Regions from separate parts of the Drosophila melanogaster genome. Here region 1 is linked to region 2. The links are chromatin contacts, called in public Hi-C maps. All regions are on one chromosome and are shown on one strand. Each heading gives the region's core, a stretch centred on a gene start, on an enhancer-like site or on the middle of the called end of the contact. The rest is flanking DNA. Distances are from core to core; before and after follow the strand shown.

Region 1 (7,239 bases), core at 3,173-5,672, 190 kb before region 2:
CATTCGATGACGCGTTGTGAACTTGAACGGCGCCAAAGTCGATGGATGGGTAATTGTAATTGTAATTGCTGTTCGTTTGTTGTTTTCATTTATTTTTTTCTTACTGCGAGCTTACCTCCAATGGCTTTCAATTGATGTAGCCAATTAACTGAGACGGCAATTACTGCCTAGTCGATAGATAGTCTGCCAAGCGATATCCACGGGCATTGGTTGCAATTAAAAGTTCGTTGAATATTTATGGACATAGCGCGGCAAGGTCGCTGGGTTGCCGGACTTTCCAGATGGATTAGAGATTATCGAAAGCTAAACAACAGGTCAGAAGCCCATTAGCTATTAATAAGAGGAATAAGTGGAAGCCTAACGAGGCTCTGACTAACGCAAAAAAAAGTGTATTCAGATTTGTCTATAAAAAGTGCAACTCCAATCAAGTCATTAAAATGCCGTAAGCTTCAATTAATTATAAGTATTATACACACAAGTTTCGAATATTTCTTCATTAAAATGAATGGCTATCATTATTCTACGTCAATGAGAACACAGAAAATATAAAAAATATTGGCGAATTTTAAGCTACTTAAAATCCATTAAGCCGGAACTAGTCACATGACGCAGACTGTATAAGAACGTAGCTTCTATTGAATTACAACACCAAATGGGAATCAAATAGGAACTCCCGTCAATGGTTAGCGAAACTTAAGATGGAACACCCCGAAATAGAAGAAGTTGTCTGGCTGCCAGCTTCCATATGGAAAACTTGTGGTGGCCACAATTTCAACCCCTAGAAATTACTGCGTCGCGGTGCTCCGATCCTCAAGTGATTCTATTCATTCAACCATTTATTACGAGCCAATTTCGGAGGCTTAGAAATTTTTCCCAGAAAATCGAGCACTTTAGTTTACCGCCGAGTTTGCAGTTTTGCACTTCAGTAATAGCTTCAGTGCGATGGTGTGGAGGGGGGTGGTCCCTAATCGACTCGAAAATGGGGCTCGGACTCTCGGCTTATTAGCCGAGCCGAGAGAGACTCCGGGTCGAAATCACCGCCGTAACCATTACGGCAAATAGGTTAACAGCAGTTTCGTGCCTTTTGCATGAACACGGCCCTCTGTGGGTAAGCGTGTGTGTATGTGTGTGCTTGTTTACATAAACCTTTTCTCGTTTCGTTTTGGCTTAATTTTTCCCAGTTATTTTGTGGTCCCCTGCACATTTTGCACCGCGAAAAACAGGATCTTTTATTGGAGATCAATAACTAATGATTATTCCAAGATCAAAGTTCAAATAGCTGTTAGAGTGACCTAATTTCTGACATGCTGCGTGCACACTGCGCCTTTTGGCTGAAGTCAGCTTGAGTCAACTGATGGAACTTACTTTTAAAGCTAAATACACCTCACTACTATTTCTCTCTGTGCAGTGCACCTCCTTCTTCTCCACCTCCTTTCTCCATTTCTGTTTTCTGTAGCTTTGCCAGTGGTGCAGCAACAGCAGCCGTAGCAGCAGTTTAACCCACATACGAGCTGCCCCACCAAATTGCGCAACGGGGGCGTCCAAATGGGGGGCGTGGACAAAGGGGTGGGCGGTGGTCGAGGGGCTGTGAGAGAGGTCGACAGTGTGAATGCAAATGAAACGAAACAACAGACAAGCGGACAATTTAATGCCTATTTGCATTTAACAGCAGCTGGGGAAGAAAAAAAAACTAGAATCAAGTGTCGGGTTAGGCTATGAAACGAGCAAATTGATGAGCAGATAAACGTAAAGGGCGGTGGGCGGGTGTTAGTGGGAAAGGTGGAGATGAGCTACAACTTTGATTAGCATGCCAGATGCAGATGAGAGAACGAAACGAGAGATGTAGGAGGAAAAAACAGAGTGAGAGAAAGAGATCGGCCAATCAGCAGTACATATTCAAACCCATGTAGGAATAGGAATATATTCATTCGCATTCACATTCCGCGTAAATATGCTCCAAAGCAATTTCATTCGATTGCGCAAAGGGGAAAACTTTAAAGTTTAAATTCAGTCGAAATTCTACAATTCAACTAGATTCCATAAGCTAAATAACTATTTACAATGAGTCAACCAAAGATTTGGGTAGTTAAATAATTTGAATCATTCAACGGGGAATAAATGTTAACAAAGATGTTGAAATAAATTGAGTCATATTTCCTCGTCACATATCAATACGGATACTTTCAATGTGAAAGATACAAAAAAAGAAATTTCCCTTTCTGCATTAGAAAATTCTGAGAACCACAACATGTACCTGCCTTATGTTAAACTATGCTTAATCCAAGAACTTATGACTAGTTTGAAATATATTCACCTTTCTGCAAGGAGTCGTGCATTCAGCTGCAATTAATTGAGTGTGGGTATAGATAAGAACACCTATATATGGTACTTTAAGCGCTGACTGGCTTACGCAGTACGGCTTTACAATATGTTTTAAACTTTTTTGACTTTTTAACTTTTACTCGTTATGCGCTTTCCTTTGCTTTTTTCTTCGTTATTTGGGTAATTCAATTATTCAATTATTGTTTCATTTCGAGACGCGACAGTGGTTTTTGCTGTAGTTGTTGTTGTAGTGGATCCTGAATTTATTTTGGGACTTTTTACTTTTCGGGCTCAGCTGCTTCTGTTGTTGCTGTTGTTGCTCGCGGTTTAATTTAGAACAATTACACACACACACATATGTTACCGAAGCGAAGCGCAAAGTTTTTAATATATATTTTCAAAATATTTAGCGCCTGCTTACGCCTTCCCTTTTGCACTGCTTCATCCGCCTTTGCTTTTTACGTTTTTCCGTTCAGTTTTCGTGCGCGTCTTGTCTCAGCGTGCTTTTTTTGATTCTAACGACAACTTTGCGTTTGCTGCTAGCAGCTGAAAATTTAACATTTTTCCACTCTCTCCGCTCTCTGCGCTCCGCTCTGCTCTCTGGCGCTCTTTTGTATCTGTGTGCCACGTACACGTGCCCGTCCGATCACATTTCTATCTAACATTCGGACTCGGGAATGTGTGTGTGTGCGTGCGTGTTTTCTTTGTCCGCTTTGCATTTTATACATTGATTTTTAAATTCGAATGCGGGAAAACAGCTTCGCTCTCGCGCTCTGGACTTTTCTCACTCTCTCTCTCTCTCTCGTTTCGCTTATTAGGGCACTAGGTTTTTCATGCAAACGTTGGAAAATTGCTGCACGTTCCTGCACACAACCACACGCAAGTCAGCGACAACTTTTGCATTTCCTGCGCCAAAAACGCAAAGCTTGAAAAATAATATCGCCTTGAACGAATTGAACTTCTATCGCATATTTGCCATTCAAACTGTTTATGACATAATAATTGAGCAATGCCATATGTTGAAAAGAGCTCAAATCGGAAGATGGAGCGAGAAATAAAAGGCGACAGTCTTAGAACGAGAAAAACTCGTTGTTCGAAGCGAGCAAACGAAAAACATTTAAATAAATATATAAATTATGTATACGCGCTGTGTGCGTTGCGTTTTATCAGCGAATGAGAGGGACGGTGCGAGAGAGGGAGAGAGCTAAAGCTTCACACAGATACAAATTGGCGCACGCTGGTGTGCGTGAGCTGCTGCTTTGACACACTTTTATGTGACGTCGTTAATTTCGTTTTCTTTTTTTGGTGTTCTCGTTCTGGTTCTGCTGCTCTTTTCCACATTCTTTTATACCCTCCTCTTTCAAGGAGCTTTGCTTTTGAACATTTCATAGGGACGGGAAGAAGAAGACGAGTTGGAAATTCAAACACATGTTTGCCCGTTTTCTATTTTCCTTATCCAATCAGACGTTTGCGTTCCAGTTGGATTTTCGTTTTCAGGTGTTAATTGAATTTGTATTTCAATTTCTGTTACCTCCGCCTCCTCCTTCTTCACCACCATCTCTTCCACTTCTTCTACCAGTATTTATGTAACCAGCATGAGCGAGCGAGAGAGAGATGGAGAGAGAGCACATGCCAGGGCATAGATACTTTTTTTTGGCATTGAAACAAAACGTAGTTCACAAAAAGCACACGCAAACCAGCACACGACACGCGCACACAGATACACGCCACGAAAAAAAGAACTTAGAACAAGAACAACTCAAGAACCCAGCTTAGACACACACACACACACACTCACGCACACATTCGTACTTGATTTAATTAAATTAAATTCCAGTCCGCCTCAAAAAACAACAACAACAAGAACTAGAGCTGCAGATACTCTGCGATTTAAGCGACACTGTGTGTTTTATTATTCGTTTTAGTTGGATTTTATTCCTCGTAATTGTTTTGAACCACTTTTGTTTAGATGCCTTGTTTTTGTTGCAGAACTTGACAAGCAAACACACAGGCAGCCACAAACATATAAACAAACTCACTGGCGACCACGATGATCTGAATCTGACGCTCTGACTCTGTGACTGAATCCAACTGAACTGAAATGCGGATTCCAAACTTGAAAACAGCGAGCTGACTGAGATTTTTGTTTCTGTATAGAAAAATTCCGATGGTCGTCGTTGAAGAGAGCGCGAGAGCGTATCTTACAGATACAAATACGAATTCGGATTCCGATTCGGATTCGGTTTTGCTTTCGTTGCTCGTTTCGGATTTTGAAGAGAGCGAACTGCGCAGCGATTCGCTCTCTATCCAAAACAACCACTTTACACTCAATCCGGATTTCCATTTCCATTGTGCATTTTCCAATTCCGCGCTCTTAGTATCTCTATCTCTGTAGGTCATTCTGGCAATAATAGTACCCCGCACTGGAGCTGATAAGATTGCATTCTGTTTTTCATCCACTAAAACTATAACTCATGATTATGGCTTTAATTAGTCGTCTCAAAAGCTCGTTTCATAATCCACATAAATTCAAAACTTAATAATGCAAAGATCAACTGTTTACTAACATTCATTACTTACAATATTAAAAAAAAAATTAAATGTAATGTTAAAAATTAAATTAAAATGTATTTATTTTAGTTTACTGAGAAAAATTAAATATTCATAGAAAGTGCATTCATAACTTACCAACAACACGATTCTAACTAAAGCCTAAATGACGATTTTGAATAGTAATACAAATCCTTTCCTTTTTCGAATAAAAACAGTCGTTATGTTTTTAGTTTAGAATAGCACGTAAAAGTCGATTCTAAATGAGACTCAATTTTATTCAATTTGTAAAAAACAAACGTCGAGATTAATATCATTGCAGTTGCGTCATTATCACTAAGCCTACTTTACAGTTAAACGTTAGTTATAGTTACGATTCATTGTTATAGGCAATAACCCCATTGGGGATATCGAGTACAGACATGTATTGCTTGCTGTGGGACTGGATGGATATCACAAAAAAACGTAAAAAACTAGGGGAAACAGAGTAAAACGTGTAGTTACACGGGGGTGCGAAAAATACACCGCTGCGTCATAGGATTGAATTTCCAAACCCTCGTGTGGAAGCTTGAATAAATAAATGATACGTAGTATGGATTACGCATTACGTCTTTCGGTGCAGTCAGTGCTTAAGTCGAACATTAAACGAAGATTGCCTGTATTGCAGTGGATTAGCGTCCGAGATTCATAGGTTGTGAGATGGTCGCTTGGCTTCAGTTTCTGCTTTATCCTTTGCCATAACACGTTGCGATCAGCTTGAGTGACTGCTCACATAAGCGGCGGTTTCCATGGGGCACACTTCCGGCGCCACCATGCCATCCAAGTGCTCCAAATTCTGCAGGAAAGTCAGCGTCGTGCGCTCGCATCTCGCCACATTCGGCAGTAGGTGGCACACATCCAGCTGACGAACGAACAATTAGTCAAACAATATTGTTAATTATAAATAAATACCATTTCCACTTTCTTTGATATTAATATAATAAACTTCTAAGCTCACCTTCTGTGTATGCTCCTCTGGAGTGCCGCATTGCATCAGATTGGTGCGGTGCAGAACGTAGCCTACTCGCTGGGTTTTGGCCGAGCTCTTGGTTAAGCGTCTCATCACCGACACATCGAGATCCTCACGAGCCGAAGGATGATCGCCACCAAATTGCCCCTGTGCCCCGATCCACTCATTTTCAGCGAATATAAACTTGTCCAGTGGATCCAGCAGTGACTGCGATGCTTTGTGAGCGGCACTTGTCAAATAGCCGGCAGGATGAAGCTCTGACGGTCGGACACAGTTGTTAACCTTCTCCAGCACCAGCCGATAAATATGCAGCACCGGCTTGTTGTCCAAAACACCCTGTCCCAGGCCGCGTTCATCATCGCTGGCCAGGCGACGATCTTGCATAATCTCTAGCTCGCCCGAGGCCAGAGAAGATCCACCCAGCGGTTGACCCGTGAGGAGAGTGAGTCGCGTATTGGCATCCTCAATGAACATACCAGAAGGTATGGGATAATAGTTGGCCTGCAAAGGTAATTTGTCCAAACGCCGCCTCTTGATAAATTGCAATCCATTGAGATCCGTGTAGAAGATATCGCCGCTGTCGATATGCGTCTCCAAGCGCATCACGATCTCCGTGTTGTCCAGTGAGCCTATATCCACCAGATTGCGAATCTCAGGTGCACCACCGCGCATTATCGTCTGGTGCACCACGCTCGGAAGTCCCACGCTCACGGACGACTCCAGTTTGCCCTTAGTCACCAGGACCACTGGCTGGCCAAGCTCGACTGGCGAAGCTGGTCCATTGGGCAGGAACAGATAGGCACCGGATCTATCGCCATGCGATCGAACGCCATACTTGAGGAACTTGAAGTGCACCGGTACATGTGGGCTATCCTGAGTAAGCTGAATGGACTTAAGGAGACCCTGCTCCGAAAAGGCCAAGGTGGGTCCGTTACCAACCCGCAATGAGATCTCTCGAGGATCGCCAAACTTCACATCCTCCGGATATTGGCCCAATGGTAACGAAGTCGGGTTTTTACGGAGCAAGAGATTCGATGCATACGAGGTGTGCCTGTAAGTAACATTGAAATGCTTATTGAAAAAGTATAAATAAATAGTATAAATAGAAGACAATTACGGCATCTGGTTAATGAAATATTAATATCAATAAATAAAACCTGCACTCTATAATGGTTTAAGGAAACGGCATAGCGAAACGTGTTACGAAAATGTACAATTAATACAGAAAGTACGGAAAGGATTCTTGTTCCTTTGATAAATGGGTAATCTTTAACTGGCTACTCACTCTGGCTTGGAATCGGAGATGGTTAAAACGTAGGTGGCCAAGCCCATGGGCGGCACCCGAGCCTTGAAGATGA
Region 2 (6,505 bases), core at 2,323-4,822:
AGTGCGTTTGCCACTACATTCATTTGTCTTATTATACGCTGTTTATTTAGCGAACTAAAACTCGATAGTTGTCAATTAAATAGGCGAAACCAACTTGACAAAACTGCCGATAAAGAGTGCTCAAAAATAAAGTTATGACCAAGTGCCCTTAATGGAGCTCTTACATGTTTAAATCGAGAGTTTATTCTCAAATAAAAAGAGAGTGCCAAAACTTTAACCATTAAATTTCATTTGATTATTTTCTCTTGTTAGATTAATCAATAAGTTGGCTTGATAGCTAGTGGTTATGGTTTTGTCATTGTACTTTTTCTTCCAATTTTGGCGAAAACTTTTCGTTTCTTTTCGTAACTTTCTTAGGAATTTTATTTTGCGCCTCATAAAATAATTGTTAAGGGCATTGCAATTTACTAAGTTTGACCATTTTCTATTGCTGAATGGAGATCGATATTTGCGTGATTATGACTATGTGACAGTTTAATAGAATCTTTTTTTGTTCGAGATTGAGTTTTAAAGATTTTTTGTAGCGCCTTTATTTCTGATAGTTATAGAACTTGCAGAAGAGGACCATTGTGTGCTGATTCTATTATTCTTGAACTTCTTGTTTGGCTTTTCATTATTTCTACTCGCCGTCCGTGCTGCTTTATTCGTGTCTTTGCTACACTGGCTAATGGAGATAAATGTGGAAATATAGGGGAAGCGAAGAAAGAGGCGGGGCTGAGATACATAGATCCCATTCCGGTTGCAATCTTTCAACCTTATAAAGCCAGAACATTGCACATGCGGCACAACCACACGCAGATACACTTGGATACTCACACACCTGTCTGCTCACCTGTCTGTTGCCGGTAAATCTGATGACTTGAGAACTCGACTACTACTACCACTGGCATTTTAGCCAGAAACAACTGGCAGCAATTTATAAACGAAAGAATTTAATACTGGGAACTAATGAGTTGGCGATGCTGTGCAAGTGGGGTGGAGAAGAACTTCTCGTTGTGTCACAATTGTTTATAGGAAATGCCATTTTAATTAAAGAATTTCACTCGTCTAACCCTCTCGTCTCGCTCACCCGTTCGTGGCGTCCCTCTCTGACCTCTGCTTCAGGTGATTCCCCTTGTCACCTGGCACTGCAATTTCCTTTTCACTTCCTTCGCACACAATGCAGGGTTTTAATGGGCAAGTGTTGGTTGGCCCGCAATCGATTATGTTTTTATCAAGCAAATTGTCGATTCAAAACGGTTCTGGGTTGTGCGGGCCTTTTGATACCCTGCTCGCTACACATCAGATTAATTCTTTGCTTATTAATTCATGTTTATTTATGATATTACTTTCGCATTTGATGTTTCTAGCTGATTTTTTTTGTTTATAATGTAAATATTTGTGTAAAATGACGATTATTCTTGGTTTAATTACTCTTTGTGGGTTGACTTTTTGTTTCTTGTGTCACCCTTTTTTCGGTTTACTTTGCATCAACTTTGAAATCTCTCTCTCTCTCTCTCTCTCTCTCTCTCTGAGCGTAGAACCAGCAGAAGAAGAGGAGAAAGATATTTATTACATTTATGCGAGGACCAGTCGGAATAATAGTAACAAAATAAAGACCTCCTGGCTGGAGGTAAAGTAAAGTTGTGCAAAAGAGAGTTTTCGCAAACTTGTTGTTGTTGTTCTTGGGGTTTCTGTTCCGTTGTTGATGTCCTTTATCTTACCCTTGTTTTTCTTAAAAGAAGAAAAGAAAAATATATGTGAATTATATGAATTTGCATATTTTGTTGATGGGAAATGGGAAAAACTAAAACATATGTAATGCATTGTATATTGAAACTGATGTATTATGTACATCTTTTCGAGTATTTACCGAGCTGCTACTACTACGCCAGTTTGTGGGGGGTAAAGAAACGCAGGCATCGGCAATATTTCGCCAAACTCCTTGCATCCTTCCCTCTAGTTATCTCTCTCCCCCTGCTGGGCCCACCTGCCACGTGCTGTCCCTGTCCCGCGCGCTTCTCTCTTCCAGAACTATCTCTCCGCTCTCTTGCTTCCACTTATGGCTTTGCGTGTGTGTTTGACGCGCTCTTGTTGATGTCGTAGGTCATTGATTTGCGCTTAACAGCCGGGCGGAACGGAATGGAATGGAATAAAAAGGGGAACAGAAGAAAAGCAGCGGGTAGGAGAAGACAGAGAGAGAGAGAATGGGAAAAGGGTAAAAACGATTCTTCTGCGCTGTTGTTGTTTTTGTTGCATTAAGTTTGCTCATTGTTTCACTTGCCTTGGTTTGTGTTGTTTCCCTGCATGTGGTGCATTCTGCTTCCTCTTTTGTTTCTTCTGTCCCTTCTTCGCATTCGCCTTCTGCACAGTAAGAAAATTGGAAATGATATTTTTCGAGCGTTAAGATTTGATTCTTAACAATACAAATTACATTGATTAAGATAGCGTCTTGGATTTCTTACTTATTACTGAGTTATGAGTTATTACTTATGTGTGAGTTATGTGATTGGATTGATACGAATTTAGTTTTTTTCTGTGTACGCGGTGTTCTTATTACTTGCGATTCTTTTATGCTGCCTGCCTCTTTTTTTCTGCGAATTCTCATCTTCATCCAGTTCCCTCCTTTTTCCACACAGTTTTCCCCACCCCTTACTCTCTTTAATGTTTTTTTGTAGCTTTTTGTGCGCGTAATGATTTTTGTGTGCGTGTGTGTGTCTGTGGAATTTGTCTCAGTGTGAGGCATCTGATTTTGAGCGCAGCTTTTTTCCCCCGTTTCGTTTTGCGTTTTCTGGTTGGATAATGGGTTTCCTAATTGGAACATCTCTGTTAAGAAGCTTTTCGAGCATTGTTGATTGTTTTTGTCGTCCTCCTTTTCTTATTTTTGCTTATTTTTGTTTTCCAATTTGATTTGGAAAAGCAAAAAAATCCAACAAATTTGTTACTTCCATTGTTAATAAATAATTACATCCGTTTTATGAAACTTATGTTCGCATAAACTTTCGGGGTTTTGTAGCGTGAATTATTGGCAGTCTAGAGTTTTGTTCAATTTAACATATGTAAATAGCCTAATTTTATGAATCTCTTGAAAACTTAATTCATTAAAGAACGATTTCGTGCCAGCCTTCCGGGATTTTATGATAAGGATTACCGCATACGTTCTAATCTTCCAAGGATATAAATACATATATTTGCATTTTTGATTCTGATTTGTCAGTGATTGGACTTTTAATTTACGCCAACTGCTTTTTTTTTTGTTTCCCTCTTTTTTCCTCTTTTTGGCCCTGCTGTAGACTATAACCACTTCCACCTCTTACAGCATACCAACCAACCCGCCTCCTATTCTTATAAACATTTTCGTTCTAATTGAACAAATGCCGCTAAACCAGAGTCTCTTCTCTTTCTCATCTCTTTCTATCTCTTTTCCGACTCTTCTTGTCTTGCCAATTAGCTGAAATGTTTGCAATTTTCCAACATCCAAGACGCTCTGCTTAAATGATAATGTGTGTGAATGTTTATTTTCTGTGGCACAGTGGAACTTGTATTATAACCATATCGACAATCACGTTTTACATTTTTTTTAAGATGCGAATTCTTTAGCTACGAAGCTCTCTAGGCATGGAAAATATATTGATGATGTAGTAATGGATTTTATAGAATGAAAAAAATGTACCTAAGCGAGTAAAATTGTAGTTTCTGCTGTTCAATGTGGCAAATGCAACGAAGCCAACTACGGCGTCGACGTTAACTTCATAGGATTTGATTGATTTGCATTGCCGGCTAGACCTGGTTTAGTGTGTCTCTCTTTCTCGTTCTCTGCTCTACACTTCTCACTTTTGAGGTTATTGCTTTTTATTGTTGCCACATTTATCTGTCTTCTGGCACGTTTCTCCCTACCATCTCGACCGGGTGGTGGTCAGCTGAGATGGCAGCTGCTCTATGCGTCACTCCCTCGCCAAGCTTACTATGCTCACACTCATTTGCATTAATTAAATAAAGCATTTCAAATGCAGCGGCAAATTGTTTGACAATTTAATTTCGTTTTGCTGTTTGACTTGGCTCTCCAAACGATTTTAATTGCCAGCAACTGTCGCGAGCAATTTAATTACTTGGAGGTTAAGACGGGCGATTGGATAGTGAGCATGGAGGGATCTACAGCTTTAGTTGAGTGGTTATGATTTATATAGTTAATCTTTGGAAAAAGTTTTCTTTTAGAGGTATGTAATTATATTATATATACATTGTATTATTATTGAATATTACAACTATTTACATATGGTGGTAGGCCATTTAGGTTTCGCATAAGACGGATCTTTGCATCCCCTACTCTTCGCGCTGAAATCAAACAGCTGCTTGAGCTTGTGTTTGCAAATCATGATCACTTACTCCGCTCGCTCATTCGCTCACCTCTGAGATACATGCACACACACATGCACAAAACTCCGAGAGAGCTTGATTGCCCACTCATAAGCTCGGCTCTCTCTTCTCTCGCATTACGTAAAAAAAACTATGCCGAATTCGGCTTAGCAAACAAACACAAACAGAGACAGACAGATAGAATGCTAAGCTTGCACGTGTGCGGCTAATGGGAGAGCGACAGAGAGGGTGCCAGAGCGGGGGCGGTGAAAGAGAGAGATATGTAGGGGATCCACCAACCCCTGACCCTGCCCGTGTTCCCCTTCATTAGCGTTTCTCTTGCTCTTTTTAAACAGCATAAATTGTTGCTGATTATGTTATTGTCAGACAACAGCTGCTCACCCTCTCCACCTCTCTCTCTCTGACTCTCGACGATACATGTCCACTTGCTCTCCACCTCTCCGCTTCTCTTTTTCTCTTTCGCACTCACGGTGAGATATATTTTTTGCGAACTGTGGAGCGTAGAATTTTCAGTTTGGCCGCAACAGTTGACTCGTCTGCATGGAATTAAATAAGTGTGTGTCTCTTTTGCCGATCGTTAAGCACGTTTTTTGTTTTTTGCCCAAAAAAACAAAAGATATAATACAAAAAAAAAGAGGAATAAGAAACCGACAAGTGAAAATTAACAACAAAATGCTTTAAGCCAACGAGTGCGCTTGTGCGTGTGTGTGTGTGTACATAGTAGTATATAAATCTAAATGTAAATTGGTTTTTGCGTGTGAAAATCGCAGCTGAGTGTGGAAAGTTTGAAATCGAGAATTCCAAATCAGTATTGAATTTTTGAATAAATCATAAATTCATATACAAAGAAAATATATATCATACATAGACACACGGCGTGTCCCCACCGAAAATAAAGAAGAATCGCCAGGCGGCAAAAAAAAGAAAAGGAAAGAAAAAAAGCCAGTGTAACGTGTTTCACATTCGCCCTGTCCCTTTCTCACTGCTCTCGCCGTCGCGCACTGGATCGCCGTGTGTTCTTTACCATCAAGCGTTCTCACTCGCACAGCCTGTCCAATGATGAAATTACTGCACGACTTCATTTTGGACGCTCGCACCGCCGAGGATGTTGCACTCACACAGGAAATGGTAAATGACACAAAAAGCTGCGATCCCTTGAACCCCTTCAGTCACCTGTTCCTTGAGAATGGGTACCCCATTTACGTGTTTAAGCTGGCAAATTAACCCTCTGAAGATGAAAAGATACTGTTTACATTCTAGGCTTCCTCAAATATTTCAATTTCCACAAATTATGCACTGGCGCCCGAAGAGGGACGCAAAAAATAAAAATTGAGTTTTAAGATAGTTTATTTTAAATGTAGTACATAAGAACAAGTAGTTCGTAAAAAAGTGCTAAACTTAGAAACACAACTCATTTACCTTATTTGCCATCTCTTATGGGAAAATAATTATGATTGATTGCTTTCTGGTAATGGTAATGGTAATGGTGAACGGCGATGCCGACATCTTGAAGTTCATTCCGTTTAGTCTGTCTTGGATTCCGTAGATCCAACCGGTTAATGAATGAGTTTACGTCTAATTGCACTTGCTCTTGATATTTCTTAATTGCTTTTTATCGAAGCAATTCTACCTGTTTGAAGTCAGTAGCAAATATCAACACGAAAACATAACTGATTTGATGAAACAGACTTTTGCGATAAACGGTTTCCAACAAATTAAATCAGTAAACTTATAGCTGCTTTAGAAATGTCGATAACATATCTAAACAAATATTAAACTGAAATGGTAATGGGAATACGTTAAATGTATTGAAAGTACGTGTTGAAAAAAAGAATTCCAGGTACAATGGAATTGTCTTCTACCGAAAATTACCCCATCTACTTTATGCATATTTTTCGTGAGTGCATTATTTATGATCATTGAGTCAGTCACAGATAAACTCTTAACTGAATAGTAGAGAAAAATGGCAAGGAATAAGCTTAATTGACCAATGCATTGGTCAATGGGGCATCGATGTGCTGTTGCCACTTAAGTCTCATTTAATTATATTCATTACTGTATCAATCCACAGGGTTGTTTAAACAAGTTTGTTAACAGCATATTAGTTAAACGAGTGGCGAAATAAATTATATTATTACTGATAAAGCAG

What was found. A called contact is a pair of places that touch in the nucleus more often than the background predicts.
Region 1: a contact with region 2 is called in a Hi-C map of the Kc167 cell line, with 4 times the contacts expected there. The contact joins the promoter of ps here to the promoter of lncRNA:CR45196 in region 2. A contact is called at or near these places in 5 of 107 Hi-C or Micro-C datasets (the Kc167 cell line, the S2 cell line, eye imaginal disc and 1 more).

The regions. Positions count from the first base shown.
Region 1 is chr3R:9,415,123-9,422,361 of dm6, reverse strand. ps (pasilla) reads right to left here and starts at 4,422. Exons shown (of 7, transcript NM_001202270.2): 1 at 4,362-4,422. It overlaps alpha-Man-IIa (alpha-Mannosidase class II a), which reads right to left. Exons shown (of 5, transcript NM_079567.3): 3 at 7,167-7,239; 4 at 5,870-6,932; 5 at 5,098-5,773. The coding sequence ends at 5,624.
Region 2 is chr3R:9,225,200-9,231,704 of dm6, reverse strand. It overlaps lncRNA:CR45196 (long non-coding RNA:CR45196), which reads right to left and starts at 3,572. Exons shown (of 3, transcript NR_125121.1): 1 at 3,553-3,572; 2 at 1,853-2,343; 3 at 1,428-1,713. All of the region lies in intron 3 of pum (pumilio), which reads left to right.